Linked DNA regions of Sus scrofa: regions 1, 2 and 3 are each linked to region 4. A link is a contact called in public HiChIP or PLAC-seq and promoter capture Hi-C data. All regions are on one chromosome and are shown on one strand. The core of a region is the stretch at or near the end of the contact, and the rest is flanking DNA. Distances in the headings are between cores, read along the strand shown.

Region 1 (3,323 bases), core at 279-2,778, 610 kb after region 4:
GAGTAGCATCCTGCTGCTGCTCTCAGGACAGATCTTAGATGCCACAGTTTCATACAGGGGTGTCAGGGAAGGAAACTGATGAGGGGGGTCTCTTGTTACTTCACAATTACCAGGTCATTTTTCAGTTTTCACTGTAATAAGCAAGTTTGTAAGGCATTTTTCATGCTCCTAAACTCCCAGTGTGAGGCATCAGGCAAAGGAAACCCAAATGTCTCAGACCCTCGAGACCAGTGACATTTGATTACGGTCTGTAGAAAGATTCCTCTGTTGTGTTTTCATCAAGTGGCCAAAAAGGGAAGAAGAGGGATTAGGTCATAAGTCCGTATTTCAGATTATTTTAGGTTAAAAAAAAAACTAGTTAAAAAGAAGTTACAAGTGAGTATACTGAAAACCACTGAATTGTACATTTTATTTATTTTTTAGGGCCGCACCTGTGGCACATGCGAGTTCCCAGGCTAGGGGTCCAGTAGGAGCTGTAACTCCCAGCCTACACCACAGCCACAGTACTGTGGGATCTGAGACCCATGTGTCACCTACACCACAGCTCACAGCAATCCCAGATCCTTCACCCGCTGGCCAGGAGAGGTCAGGGATCAAACCCGAGTCCTCATCCTCATGGATACCAGTTGGGTTAGTTACACCTGAGGCAGGAGAAGAACTCCCGAATTGTACATTTTAGAGGGTGAACCTTACGGCAAGTGATTTACATCGCAAGGAAAAAGGCAAAAAAAAAAAAAAAAAAAAAAAAAAGGAATGATAAGAGAATTAAGATACTAATACACATGTAAAAGAATACCTAGTTTGTAAAAAGAAAAAAGATATAAAAAAGTCTATCCACGTGTATCTCCGGCGTCTCTACCGTGCACTGTGCGCCTGCAGCCCTTTACAGAGCACCTTGAGCCTGACTTTCCCAAGTATTTCATCCGGACAGACAGATGGGCCAGTGTGCCCAGGATCTTGGCAACGAAATAGTGACAGAGCAGAGCTTACATTCGAACCTGCAGCTCCCTGACTTATAAGGGCCCGACCTGGATCACTAGGGTTCACTGCTCCCCAACTGCGAACAGAGTGGAGCGGTCCCCCAGAACCCCTTACCCCGCCCACCCCACAGCTCCTCTGCCCCTGCCTGCGCCATCCTCCTGCCCGCGCCATCTGTTCGCTCCATCGCCCAGAAGGAGCCCAGGGCAGTCAGGCCGTCAGCGAGGCTGCGACACCCCCAGCCCCAGACGCCGAAGACAGAGAACGTGCAGTGCACGCTCAGCGCCAGCCCGCCTGCCTCCCCGGCACAGGCAGGAAACGCGGCACCTGGGCACGACTCGAAAGGCCAGCGGAGCGGGGTCTGACAGCGCCCGGGGCTGCGGGGGCCTGCGGGGGCCTGCGGCCCCGCGCCCTCCCGGCTGCCGGCAGAGCTGCCGGCCATCGAAGCTTCCGGGGGCCTTCCGGGGCCGGACCGCGCCTGGGCCTGCGCGGCGGGGCCGGGCTGGGCGGGAGCTGCCCCCGCGGCTCCTGGCTCCGGGCCGGCCCGCGGAGCGGCGGCCGGGGCGGCGGGCAGGCAGCGCGCCGGGCAGCCCTGGGCCGGAGGCTATGGCGGCTGCGCTGGGGGTGCGCGGGGCGACGCGGGGCTGGTTCGCGGCGCTGCGGGGTCGACGCCAGAGCCTCGCAGCTATGGTGAGTGCGGAGAGCCCGCGGGGTCGCGGGAGGGCGAGGCGCCGCCGTGCCGGCCGAGGGGCGGAGGGACCCGAGCCGACCCCGAAGCGGGCCCGGCCTTCGGGCTCGGACTTTGGGGAGTCACATTCGGGTACCCGGCACGGTCGGAAGCGCTGGTCCGAGACATGGGTGGCCGCAGCATCTTAGTTTTCCTTTGGCTTAAAAATCCCGTCGTCGTCTACCAAATTGCCAACCGGAAAACAACCGAGGCCGACTTTCATTAGAAAAGAAAAAAGTAAACATGAAAAGCAGTTGCGAAAGTATTTCACCATTAGGGTTTCTTGATGAGACTCCAGTTGCCGTTCGGTCCTCTAGACTGTGCGCTCGGAGAGAGCGGGCGCCGTCTCGCTCTCGGCTCGCTCGCTGTAAACAGCGGGACTGAATGTGGAACGAATTCATTTCTCTTGGTGTTAATTTTTTTTAAAGGAATTACTATTGAATTACCTTTTTGGTGGCACATTGCCTCTTAATTCCTTTTCTGAGGGGCATCCTGTCAGTTTCCCTGCTTTGGAAATTAACAGATTGGGGGGTAAATTAACTGGAGGGAAAGTTTTAACTTGCAGCACCACCTAGTGGGAAAAAGTTGCGTGAAACTCACCTTTTCATTTTCTTTAATTGCTTGTGGGGGCCCATTTGGCAGTTTGAAATCCTTTAATAGAAGAAATTAAAAATAACTCGATGATGGGAAAGATGGGCACTCTGCTTCTTGGCCACTAAGGCGAGGACGCAGGTGGAGTGCTCACTGTCACCTAGGCGTGTCCCAAGGCATGCCTCTACCTAGGGTGCTTGGTGATCCAGTAAAACTGTGGGGTTTGGAGAGGAATGAATAAACGGACGGGATTGGAGTGGTTGCCACGTGCCGGGCTCTCTGTTGGGTGCCTTCACACTCAAGAGCTCTTTTAAGCCTTTCAGGAATTTTGGCAGGTGGCTGTGGTAATATCCCCACTGTAGAGCGCTGCTCATCAGAGAGGCGAAGTGATTTATTCAGCACCCACAGCTGGAAGTAACAAAGCTAGATTTCGAATCAAGATGACTCTCCAGGAGTTCCAGTTTGGCTCAAAGGAAACGAATCTGACTAGTATCCACGAGGAGGCAGGTGGGATCCCTCACCTCCTCAGTGGGTAAGGATCTGGCTTTGCTGTGAACTGTGGTGTAGGTCAAAGACGTGGCTCGGATCTGGCATTGCTGTGGCTGTGGTGTAGGCTGGCGGCTATAGCTCCCATTTGACCCCTAGCCTGGGAACCTCCATATGCCTTGGGTGCGGCCCTTAAAAAAAAAAAAAAAGAAAAGAAAAAGATTACTCTTCAGATCCTGTGCTTTCTCCATCCCTCCCAAAGGGGGAAAAAAAATTCAAGTCCACCGCAAAGGGTTCTACAGAGGGTATGTCCCCAAGAGAACCGTTTGTGTTACGTAGGTGACATGACTCCATTTCAGCCCCAGACCTGATCCCTGTGGCTGTGGTGAGCGCAGAGTGCATGTCACCGACCTCACTGGGCTGTGGGTGGTGGAGCGAGCAGAAAAAATCGGCTCAGGGTGGGCTCCGCAGACCCCAGGCGACTGCTGCGTTACCCACAGCATGGTTGAGAGTTTTCTTTTGCAGCTATTCAATAATAATT
Region 2 (3,447 bases), core at 126-2,625, 560 kb after region 4:
ATGTCTGCAACCTACAGCACAGCTCACGGCAATGCCAGATCCTTAACCCACTGAGTGAGGCCAGGGATTGAACCCAAGTCCTCATGGATACTAGTTGGGTTCGTTAACCACTGAGCCATAACAGGAACTCCTATATATATATTTTTTTTCTTTTTATGGCCACACCTGCGGCATATGAAAGTTCCTTGGGCTAGTGGTTGAATCTGAGCTTCAGCTGCCAGCCTACACCACAGCCACACCGGTTCTGAACCACATCTGTGACATTCACTGCAGCAAGGCCATGGGTTGAACCCTCATCCTCACAGACACGATGTCAGGTTCTTAACCCTCTCAGCCACAATGGGAACTCCCTGGTATTCTTTTATATATGGATAATACTAGTACAATCAGTCCTGTGTTCTAGTATCATATAGGAGTAATTAGAATCATGCTATGAAACCCTGCCAGAATGAGCTTTCCTTTCTATGTACTGTGTTTGGTCTGCGTCCTGGCTTGTGTATTCACCCAGAAAAGTTGCTGATTTATTTCCTACTGGCAGCAGCACTGGGCCAAGTGCTGTCCTGTGGTAGAATTCAGTGCTAAGAATGACTTCCTCATACAGTCTTGATCCTCTTCATGCTGTCAAAGAAGTATCTTCCTCTCAGCAGTCTTCCTAATTCTGGATCCTCACCTTTCTGACATCTTCGAATTCACCGCAGGAAGAACTGGGGAAACTAATCCCTTCTAATGAGTGGCTTTTTTGGGGTGACCGATATGCCAGAAACCTCTCAGTAGCTACATATAGGGGGATTTTGTAGGCATACTGCTTGTCCCATCCCTTTCTGCAATGGTGGGAGGACTATGGTAATTCAGAGGTGGTCATGGTCATAAAAATTGTTTGAATTGAAAAAATTAGCCTCACAAAATGAGGTTTTTCATTATCACATGATCCTAGGACTGAGGGTCCAAACACCTCATATTTGAATATCGCCCATTTTATTTACAAGTGGAGGTTTCACACACACCCCCCATAAGTAAGTAAAGTGCAGCAGCTGAGTCCTTTTAATATACTTTGGGCAGCACTCAGCACAGTAAGGCATTATTAAATCTTTTTGCCAACAGCAATTAAAAGCAGTTTCTACAGCAGAAATGCTGGGTTCAAATCCTGACTCCATCATTTATTAGTCCTGTAATCTGAAAAACGGGGTCAGCAGTAGTTACAGCGTCACAAAACTGGAGTCAAAATTCACATCAGTAAATCATACCCTCTGTGGCCCCCAACCTGCCCCAGAACCCGAGCAGCTCGGGCCTAAGCCCCGCCTCCCGCCCGTCCCCACGCAGCGCAAGCGCAGCCAGGCTCCCTGTCCCACTCTCCCAAGCTTGCGCGCTGGCCGTCGGGCGGGAGATTGGGTCTCGCGATGCGCGTGTGCGTGTGCGTGCGCGGTCCTCGCGAGCTCGCGCACGCCGCTCCTCGCCGTACGGGGCTGTAGCGGCCTCTTCCTCCTCGGTCCCGAGAAGGACCGTGAGCAGTGGTTGAGGTCTGAGCCGGGGATCAGGGTCGGCGTCGCCGCCGCTGCCGCCCTCGCTGCCTGTCCTTCTCTCTTGGGCTCTCCGTGCAGTGCAGAGGCGCCGGGCTGGGAGGGGAGCGGTGCCAGCGTGAGGATCCCAGCCGATGGGCAGCCCCTGGACGCGCTGAGGGGCCGGGCTACTAGCGGCTGAGGTAGGTGGGCTCGCGGGGTTTTGTCAGACTGGCCGGAAGCAGAGTACGGGCCGCGGGAGCTCGTGGAGACCGCACGGAAGGGACGGAAACGGGGGGCCTTGCGGGCTGGAGAGAGAGAGATCGCCGACCTGCGCCCGAGGAGGGGCTCTGGCCTAGCCGGGAGCGAGAGGAGGGGCCCCGGCCGTGCCTGCTCTTCCCCGGGCTTGGAGCCATTATTGGGGGGAAATGCCTCCTGTGGCTGGGGGAGGGGTCACGGCTTCTTTTCTTCTCTTTGAGAGAGAGAAATCGGCAGTCACCCTCCACCACTTTAAATTAATGCCTGTGGGCTTCGAGATGGAGTCTAGATGGAGCGGTGGACTTGTACAGCTTGCACAACTCCGAGTGCATGGACAGTAGGCTATCAGTTTTGATTATCGGAGGGCGCACAGCTCCTTCTGTAGGGTGGGTGTGTATCTCCTGCAAAGTTGTCATTGTTAATACATCAGCAAACGCTGTCGGCTAACGACAGGTAATACATTTCTAGACGCCTCAAGTCAAGTAAGGATTCCAGCGCCGGGGAAACGGCGCCGTGGGGCACAATTAAGGAGTTGAAAGAAGACAAAGAAAGCCGTTATTTATGTTCTGACCTAGTATCAAAACTTTCCGGGGTGGGCCAGGAGGCGTAACGACTGGCTTTTGTTTTAGCTTTTGCTGAACAGACTTTCTGATTGAGGTCGATCACAAATGGACTTTCACTTAGAATTATAAAATCGTGTTGTGATTCTCTTTAGTCGTTACAAGCCAGAATGACCTGAGATAAACGTCTGACAATTATGTGTTGTTTGCTCTTTGGAAGAGAGCAGATCTTGGGCTTCAGGAAAGGAAGAATCTCTCGATGCCTAAAAATGAATGCTTTGTGAAGTTACTAAAAATAGTTAAAGCGTTCTCTATGTTGGCAGTAATGCCTCCACATTCACGAGATGGGAAAGGAATTATTTCATAGAGAAGAGCTGACTAAAAGGAAGTAAACACAGTTAAACAGCTTCAGGGATGGCAAATTTTAGCATATGCTTTAAGAATTCTAATTTAATCATAGTTAAAATATACAGAAACTCTTAGTTGACTCCCTTATATTCAGTGAACTCTTTTAAAAGATAATTTACTGTTGCTCTCTTCCATCCTGTGAACTATTTTAAAAGATAATTAGCATCTACATAATCTGTTCTATACTCTTGGATTTCATTCAGTCCACACTTTCTAGAAATACAGCATTCTTTCTGACTCTGTTAAGAAATGTGGCCTATATAACACAGGAAACTGTATTTTGTCTTGTGATAACCTATAACGGAAAAGCATCTGAAAAAGAATATATAAATGTGTGTGTGTGTGTATGTATATATATATATACACACATTTTTCTGTACACATGGAGCTAACACTTTGCTGTACACCTGAAGGTAACACAACACTGAATTAACAATACTTCAGTTTTTTTTAAAAATGGTTTACATTTTACAAAAAAAGAAAGAAATGTGGCCTGCATGCTTTCAGTGAACTCAGTAGTATAGTAGAGGAAAAGTTTTCCAAGAAAGAACACTTAGCTGGCCAGCCCTGAGGGTGGGACAAGGGAAGCATGATTAAGTTGTAGGATTGACTGTATATGCACATACTGCATACCAACAAATTCGCACCCACCGCCCGTGTGCGTATATAATGGTTATGTACGCAAGGATCTAATGGTGCCCATTTTAAAAAGTTGAAATCTCAAA
Region 3 (3,482 bases), core at 411-2,910, 580 kb after region 4:
CTATTTAATTATTGAAGAAACTCAGTTTAATCTCCTTTTGTTCTAACTGCAAAGACTATCCAGTACTGATGAAATAATAATGACTACATTGGGTCATCTTAAGCCCATCAAAATGATACAGACAGGAAAGGAGCTTGGAAGAATAACTACATGAATACATGCCCAAAATATCGATTTATTCATTATTCTCTTCAGATTGAAGGTATTTCATTACAAACTAACATGAGCCAGCTATCCATTTTAAAAATCACCCCAAACTTAGTGACATAAAATGATAATTTTTCAATCTCTGTTTCTGTGGATCAGGAATTTGGAAAGAGCTCAAGCTGGGCATTTCTGGCTCTGGTCTCTCAGGCAGTAGCAGTCCAGTGGTGGCTGAAGCTGGAACAGAATAGGGTTGAGATCAGCTGGTGATGAGCCTGTAGTTTCCGGCATTTCTTTGCAAGCAAGTTCGAACTTCCGCAGAGCATAGCAACCTCAGGACATCCTTCTACTTACTGTGTCGGTCAATACACGTGTGCAAGCCTCCCAGCAATAAAGGATAGGGCTGTGTAGCCTCAGAAGCCATAGAGGATCATTTCATATACGGCTACATTCTGTTGGTTATATGTCAATCACAGGCCCACTCAGATTCAGGGGGAGGGGAATTAGGTTCTATCTACTGATGGGGCAGTGGCAAAATTACTTTGCACAAGAGCATGTGGGATGGCGAATATTATTGTGGCATGGAAGTCATTGTCAAATACACTTTGCCACGGTGATCTGAATGAAGTAAATACTTTGTTGATGAGGGAGAGAGAGAAAGAGGTTCTCATGACTCATCAGATTTAAAAAATCTAGGCAAACCTTATCAAGGCGGACAAAACAGCCTTAGTACAAGTGTGTAGCTGTGCATAACAATTCCAATTATTGTCACGTTCTTGTCTGGAAAATCCCCAGGCCTATGCTGTTGGTGCACAGAATTCACTTCAGGCAAAGAAAGAGCAGGATGCCAACTTTCTCCCCCAACCTCCCCAGAAACGAAAATAAAATCAGTTTCAAACCTGAAGGCATTCCTCACTGAAAATAAGTGCATGTGCCACCTGGTGGCGAGACAGTCAAATGTGCATTCTATCCTGTTGGCTGGATTTATTGAGTTGTCCTCAGAGGCTCTATCTATAGCATTTACTGAAAGACAACAATTCTAACATGTGTAAGTGCCTCTGTCCAAACAGCCAAAATACAAAGGGAACATTACATGTTATGTGTTTATGGGAAATTCACATTTAACTGGGCATCCCGTGTTTCACCTGGGAACTTTTAAAGGGTAGCACACGTAAGGCAGGCGACGCGGCGAACTGACCCTCGATGGGGCACTCGAGGAAGAAGCCTCTGGGGCTTTCCGGCCGGGGAACGAAGCGCCAAGGCCCCCACTGCCGTGTGAAGAAAGAAGGTAATGGGCTTTCGTGGAAGCTCGCCCAGGACTTGGGGGCCCGGAAACCGAAAAGATCCGAGACGGCTGGCGATTGGCTCCTAAACGGCCCGGGGCCCCACGGCGCAGGCCAGAGGCCAGAGGCGGCCGCCCGACTCCAAGATGGCGCCCGCGGAGGAGGCTGCCAGCGGCCAGGATGGCGGCGCGGGGCCGCGCCCGCGCTCCCGGGCTCTCCTCCCCCTGCCTTCCTGCGGCGGAGAGCGCGCCTCGCGCGGCCGTGCGCCGTTTGCCCTTCGGCCTGGGTGGTGCGGCCGCCGCCCGCCCCGCACCATGCGACTCCTTGGCTGGTGGCAGGTACTCCTATGGGTGCTGGGGCCTCCGGCCCGCGGCCAGGAAGGTGAGTGCGGGCTGGGGGCGCCGGCGGCTGTGTGCGAAATGCCCGGGGAGGCGGCGGGCTCCCCCGGCAATGCTCTTTCACCTGCGCGAAGGCCTGCTCTGCGCGCTTGGCCTCTCCCAGGCGCCCACCGGAGCGCCTCTCCCCGCGTCGTCCAGACCTCTTTCCCGGTGGTCCCCGCTCCAGGTCTGGCGTGGGGGGCGGCGGGGCGAGATGCCCGGGACGTGTTTAGGCCCCTGAGCAGGTGGCTGTCAGTCGGGAATGAAGTGCTTACCAAGGCGGAACCTCATGTGCTGAGCGAGCACTTTATTATTAATGATAGTCGTCATAATGAAAGCGACATGAATGGTGGCTTTATTAGGAGCCAGGAACTGTGCGCAGTGCTTTCCACCACGATCTCATTTCGTCCTCCCACCGACCCTTACAGATGAAGATGCTGAGCCAAGAGAGACTAAGTCATCTGTCGATGTTTGCCCTTCTGGCAATGGGCAGAGACTGGCTTTGGACTGCAAAGCCCCCACTGTACTGTGCACCCTGCTGGACCGCTTTATTGAGAAGGCCGCTTTTGCTCAGGTGCCTGTGTGAAGGATAGATGAGAAAAGGACAGGAGACTCCCAGGGCAGCCCGGTGCTCCCAGACCTGCTTTCACCTTGGGGAAGGCAGCCACCTGGAGGCACGGCTTACTCTCAGCCTCCTTCACTCCACTCCTCACAGTCCCCCTGTTCAAGTCCAGACCCTTTTGGCCTTGCTTGTCATTCACAACTTCACAGGAGTAGGCAGGTCTTGACTTTCCCTGTGGTGTCCTAGAAAGAGGCCCAGCGGCCAGCTTGCTGAGTACTGAAAAGGAATGAAAGGGGAGTTCCTGTCGTGGCTCAGTGGTTAACGAATCCGACTAGGAACCATGAGGTTTTGGGTTCCATCCCTGGCCTTGCTCAGTGGGTTAAGGATCTGGCCTTGCTGTCACCTATGGTGTAGGTCGAAGATGCGGCTCGTATCCCGTGTGGCTGTGGCTCTGGCGTAGGCTGGTGGCTACAGTTCGATTGCACCCCTAGCCTGGGAACCTTCATATGCTGCAGCAGCGACCCAAGAAATAGCCAAAAAAAAAAAAAAGTAATGAAAGGACTCACTATGTGCCGGGCAGTGTGCTTAGTGCCTTTTTAGCATCATCTTATTTGATTTTTGTGTGTGTGTGTGGGGGGGGGTTGTCTTTTTAGGGCTGCACCTGTGACATGTGAAAATTCCCAGGCTAGGCTGCCCTTGAATCAGAGCTGCAGCTGATGGCCTACACCACAACCATAGCAACGCAGGATCCTTAATCCACTGAGCAAGGCCAGGAATTGAACCCGAGTCCTCATGGATATGTTTTTTATTTGTTTGTTTGTTTTTCTATTTGGGGCCCACACCCAAGGCATAAGGAGGTTCCCAGGCTAGGGGTCCAATTGGGGCTGCAGCTGCCAGCCTACACCACAGCCACAGCAATGCAGGATGTGAGCTGCATCTTCGACCTACACCACAGCTCATGGCAATGCTAGACAATGCTAGATCCCTGACCCGCTGAATGAGGCCAGGGATCGAACCTGCAACCTCATGGATACTAGTTGGGTTCATTACCACTGAGCCATGACAGGAACTCCTCTTTTTTTTTTTCGTTCTTTCTTTTTTTTTTTCTTTTTTGCT
Region 4 (3,394 bases), core at 77-2,576:
TAGGGCAAAGTGAAATCTGCGTTGCTCTATGACACACAAACATTCTGCTGTGACGCTCTCATGAAAACATTCATGAGCCCAAACTCCAACCTTTAGTCTCCATTAAAAAGCAAACCAAAGCAGGTGAACATCCTATCCCTTCGAAAACCTCTTAGTAAGTTTACGGAGTTGGTGCACCTAAAAGCCAAACCACTGTGGCGATGGCACCTGCTACTCCAACAATTGCTTCAACAACCGCGGGCTGTGGCAAAATAATGGGCGACAAATATTCCGAAGGAGCAGGCAGCTCTCTGCCGAAATTCGGCTCCGGCGCAGTTAACCAGGACGAGTGACGCCAGACACAGGGGCGAGAAAGACTGAGAGCCAAGAATCCAGCTGCGGGACGACCCTACCACGCTTCCTCTGGGACACCCGAACAACAAACGGACAAACGCCCATGCTCACGACGACCCAGAGAAGTCCATTAAAAGCCCCGCCACCACCCTCGCCCTGGCTTCCCGGGGCCGATGGGCTCAACCGCCGAGGGAGGCCCCGGCCGCAGCCTGGGCCTGCAGCCTTGCTCCGCGACGGCTGAGGGTCGCCCCGCGCAGAGAAGGCCCAATCCCGGTTCCGCTCACACCTTCTCCCTCCCGCCCGCCTGGGCGCGGTGAAGACTAGCGGCTAAAAGAGGCCTCGGCAAGTCGAGGGGCGGTGTGGGAGGTGAATGGCACCTCCGGGAGAATGGGGTCGACGACGGCTTTCACCGGGCCTGAGGGAAGGCCAGGCCCAGGTGCCTGCCGTTTCGAGCAAGGCCAAAGCCGCAGCGGGGCGGCCCGCGGCTCGCAATCTGCGGCGCCACCGCCCCCTTTCAGCTCAGGCGGCGGGTACTCACGGTGTTTGGGCTCAAGGAGATGGCGGGCCGGAGGCTGACGAGAGAAGGGCGGTGTCCGCAACCGGAGAGACAGAAAAGCGACGCACAAGGCGACTTCAACCGAGTGGCGCGGCGTCGCCTTTATAGCAGCGGGCGCAGGCGCCGAGGACCCCGGGGCCCGTGACGTCACAGAGACGGCAGGGCTGGCCGCCGAGATCGCCTGACGGCAGGCGCAGACCGGCGGGGCGAGGCGCGGCGGGCCTTGAGTCTCACCCCTTCCCTCGAAAGCGGCGCTCACTCCCCTCAAAGCGGAAACGGGGGACTGGCTCAGATACTCCACGGCCTGCAAGGGTCTTTCAGGCGGGAGCTGGCCTAAGTCGAATTAAAGACCCCAGTCCCGAAAAGCCTAGAAACCTGGAGCGAGGGGCCGGGAGGGAGAGCGCGGGGAGTAGCGGGGAGAGAGGGGCGGAGTGGGGAGGGAGAGGCGTCTGTGTTAGGGGTGGTGTTTGGGAGGGGCTGCAGCTCCTTTTCATGATGGGGAAACTGGGACTCTGAGAAAGAAAGGGCGCTGATCTTTGCAGCCAGCGCTGTGAGATTTTGCTCAGGGCCTCAGTGTCCTCCCCTGAACCCTACATGAGTTAGCTCACTCTCCACAATAATGCATAAGAAGAAATATCAGGAGTTCCCCTCGTGGCTCAGTGGTTAACGAATCCGACTAGAAACCATGAGGTTTCGGGTTCGATCCCTGGCCTCGCTCAGTGGGTTAAGGATTTGGAGTGGCCATGAGCTGTGGTGTAGGTCACAGTCGCGACTCGGATCCCACGTTGTGGCTCTGGTGTAGGCCGGTGGCTACAGCTCCGATTCGACCCCTAGCCAGGGAACCTCCGTATGCCTTGGGTGCGGCCCTAGAAAGACAAAAAGACAAAAAAAAAAAAAGAAGAAGAAATACCATTACCCTTTTCTCTTTGACTTGTGAGGGAACAGGTTCAAAACGGTTCAGTGGCAGAGCAAGGATTGTTTGATACTCTCAACTCTGATTTCCTATCGACTTCTGAAGAGGCCTCCAATCCAAAGTAACCACTGTTTCAGGGAAACCCCAAGTTAGCAAAAGTGTATTGGGTGGGGGGAGGGCGAGGTGATGGGTGCTAGGAATTCGGCAGCGAACGAGGCAGCCAGAGTCCAGCCTGCAGAGAGCCCTTGTGTGGGATGCTCCCTAAAGGCTGTGTTAGGGTCCCTAAGATGAAACCAACCCTCAAGGGAAAGGGGTTAGTCTGCAAATTCCCACTCCCACCCTCTCCAGTCAGGGACTTTGACCTGCTCTACCCTGCTCTGTTTAGAGAACAATGCCACCCCTCTGGAGGAGACTAAGGCGCCAGGCTCACCTAACCAGCAGGCACGTGATGGTATTCCTGACGCCAAGGAGACAAAGGACACTTCCACACAGGGCCCCCTAAAGAAATCAGAAGCCTGCAGCTCTTCTGAGATGGGACTGGGCAGGGAGACCAAGCAGCTCCTTGGGTTACCAGGTCTTTGTCTCCAAGCTGTGGTATCCAGTGTCTGCCAGGTGCCACAGCTGATGTCGGGAAGATGAAAGGACCTACAGCTCTCAGACTTTTTCTCCACAAGCCTGCCCTGCCCTAAGCAGCTCCAGCTTCTGGTCTCTTAGTTAAGGCCCACTAGATCCCCTTTGCTCCCCTGCCTGTGGCATATAAGGGCCACCTTGTAGCCTAGTTGAGCATCCTAAGCAGGACTGGGCAGTGCCAGATTACACGTCTAGCTGGAGGATCTGGCACAGGGCCTGGCATTAGGAAGGTGTATGTTTTTTCCAAAATGTCTGGGGGCCCCTAATATTAGAATCACCGAGATATTCTTGGGTGGCTTTTTTTGGCTGCTTTTTCTTTTAATGGCTACACCTGCAGCATATGGAAGTTCCCAGGCTAGGGGTTGAATATGAGATACAGCTGAGGCCTTCGGCACAGCCACAGAAGTATTGGATCAGAGCTGCGTCTGCAACCTATGCTGCAACTTGCTGCAGTGCTGAATCCTTAACCCACTGAGTGAGACCAGGGATCAAACGGGCATCCTCATGGATACTAGTCATGCTCTTAACCTGCTGAGCCACAACGGGAACTGCCAGGATTCTAGTTTTTAAAATGCAGATTTCAGGAGTTCCCGTCGTGGCTTGGTGGTTAACAAATCCGACTAGAAACCATGAGGTTGCGGGTTTTATCCCTGGCCTTGCTCAGTGGATTAAGGATCCGGCGTTGCCGTGAGCTGTGGTGTAGGTTGCAGACGCGGCTCCGATCCTGCGTTGCTGTGGCTCTGGCGTAGGCCAGCAGCTACAGTTCCGATTTGACCCCTAGCCTGGGAACCTCCATATGCCGTGGGTGTGGCCCAAGAAATGGCAAAAAGACAATAAATAAATAAATAAATAAATAAATAAAATGCAGATTTCAAAAAAAGGAAGAAAATGCAGTTTTCATTTACTCATACAGCTGTTACATGCATAGATTATCTCAGGAAAGATACACAAGAAATTGTTTG

The links. Promoter capture Hi-C pulls out the DNA fragments that hold promoters and counts their contacts. HiChIP or PLAC-seq counts read pairs in DNA pulled down with a chosen protein or histone mark.
Region 1: a contact with region 4 is called in an H3K27ac HiChIP or PLAC-seq map of skeletal muscle, with 7 times the contacts expected there. The contact joins the promoter of PCBD2 here to the promoter of SKP1 in region 4. A contact is called at or near these places in 2 of 2 datasets of contacts at active chromatin or transcription factors (alveolar macrophages and skeletal muscle).
Region 2: a contact with region 4 is called in an H3K27ac HiChIP or PLAC-seq map of alveolar macrophages. The contact joins the promoter of C2H5orf24 here to the promoter of SKP1 in region 4. A contact is called at or near these places in 1 of 5 promoter capture datasets (liver), 1 of 47 Hi-C or Micro-C datasets (alveolar macrophages) and 1 of 2 datasets of contacts at active chromatin or transcription factors (alveolar macrophages).
Region 3: a promoter capture Hi-C map of fetal liver shows a contact between it and region 4, with 4 times the contacts expected there. The contact joins the promoter of TXNDC15 here to the promoter of SKP1 in region 4. A contact is called at or near these places in 2 of 5 promoter capture datasets (fetal liver and liver) and 1 of 2 datasets of contacts at active chromatin or transcription factors (alveolar macrophages).

Annotation. Positions count from the first base shown.
Region 1 is chr2:137,081,392-137,084,714 of Sscrofa11.1, forward strand. PCBD2 (pterin-4-alpha-carbinolamine dehydratase 2) reads left to right here and starts at 1,529. Exons shown (of 4, transcript XM_021084778.1): 1 at 1,529-1,668. The coding sequence starts at 1,585.
Region 2 is chr2:137,036,596-137,040,042 of Sscrofa11.1, forward strand. It overlaps C2H5orf24 (UPF0461 protein C5orf24 homolog), which reads left to right and starts at 1,376. Exons shown (of 2, transcript XM_005655017.3): 1 at 1,376-1,699.
Region 3 is chr2:137,059,328-137,062,809 of Sscrofa11.1, forward strand. TXNDC15 (thioredoxin domain containing 15) reads left to right here and starts at 1,661. Exons shown (of 5, transcript NM_001243618.1): 1 at 1,661-1,808. The coding sequence starts at 1,742. LOC102164851 (a long non-coding RNA gene) reads right to left here and starts at 1,179. Exons shown (of 2, transcript XR_002341915.1): 1 at 1,044-1,179; 2 at 156-381.
Region 4 is chr2:136,475,038-136,478,431 of Sscrofa11.1, forward strand. It overlaps SKP1 (S-phase kinase-associated protein 1), which reads right to left and starts at 1,327. Exons shown (of 6, transcript XM_021084761.1): 1 at 872-1,327.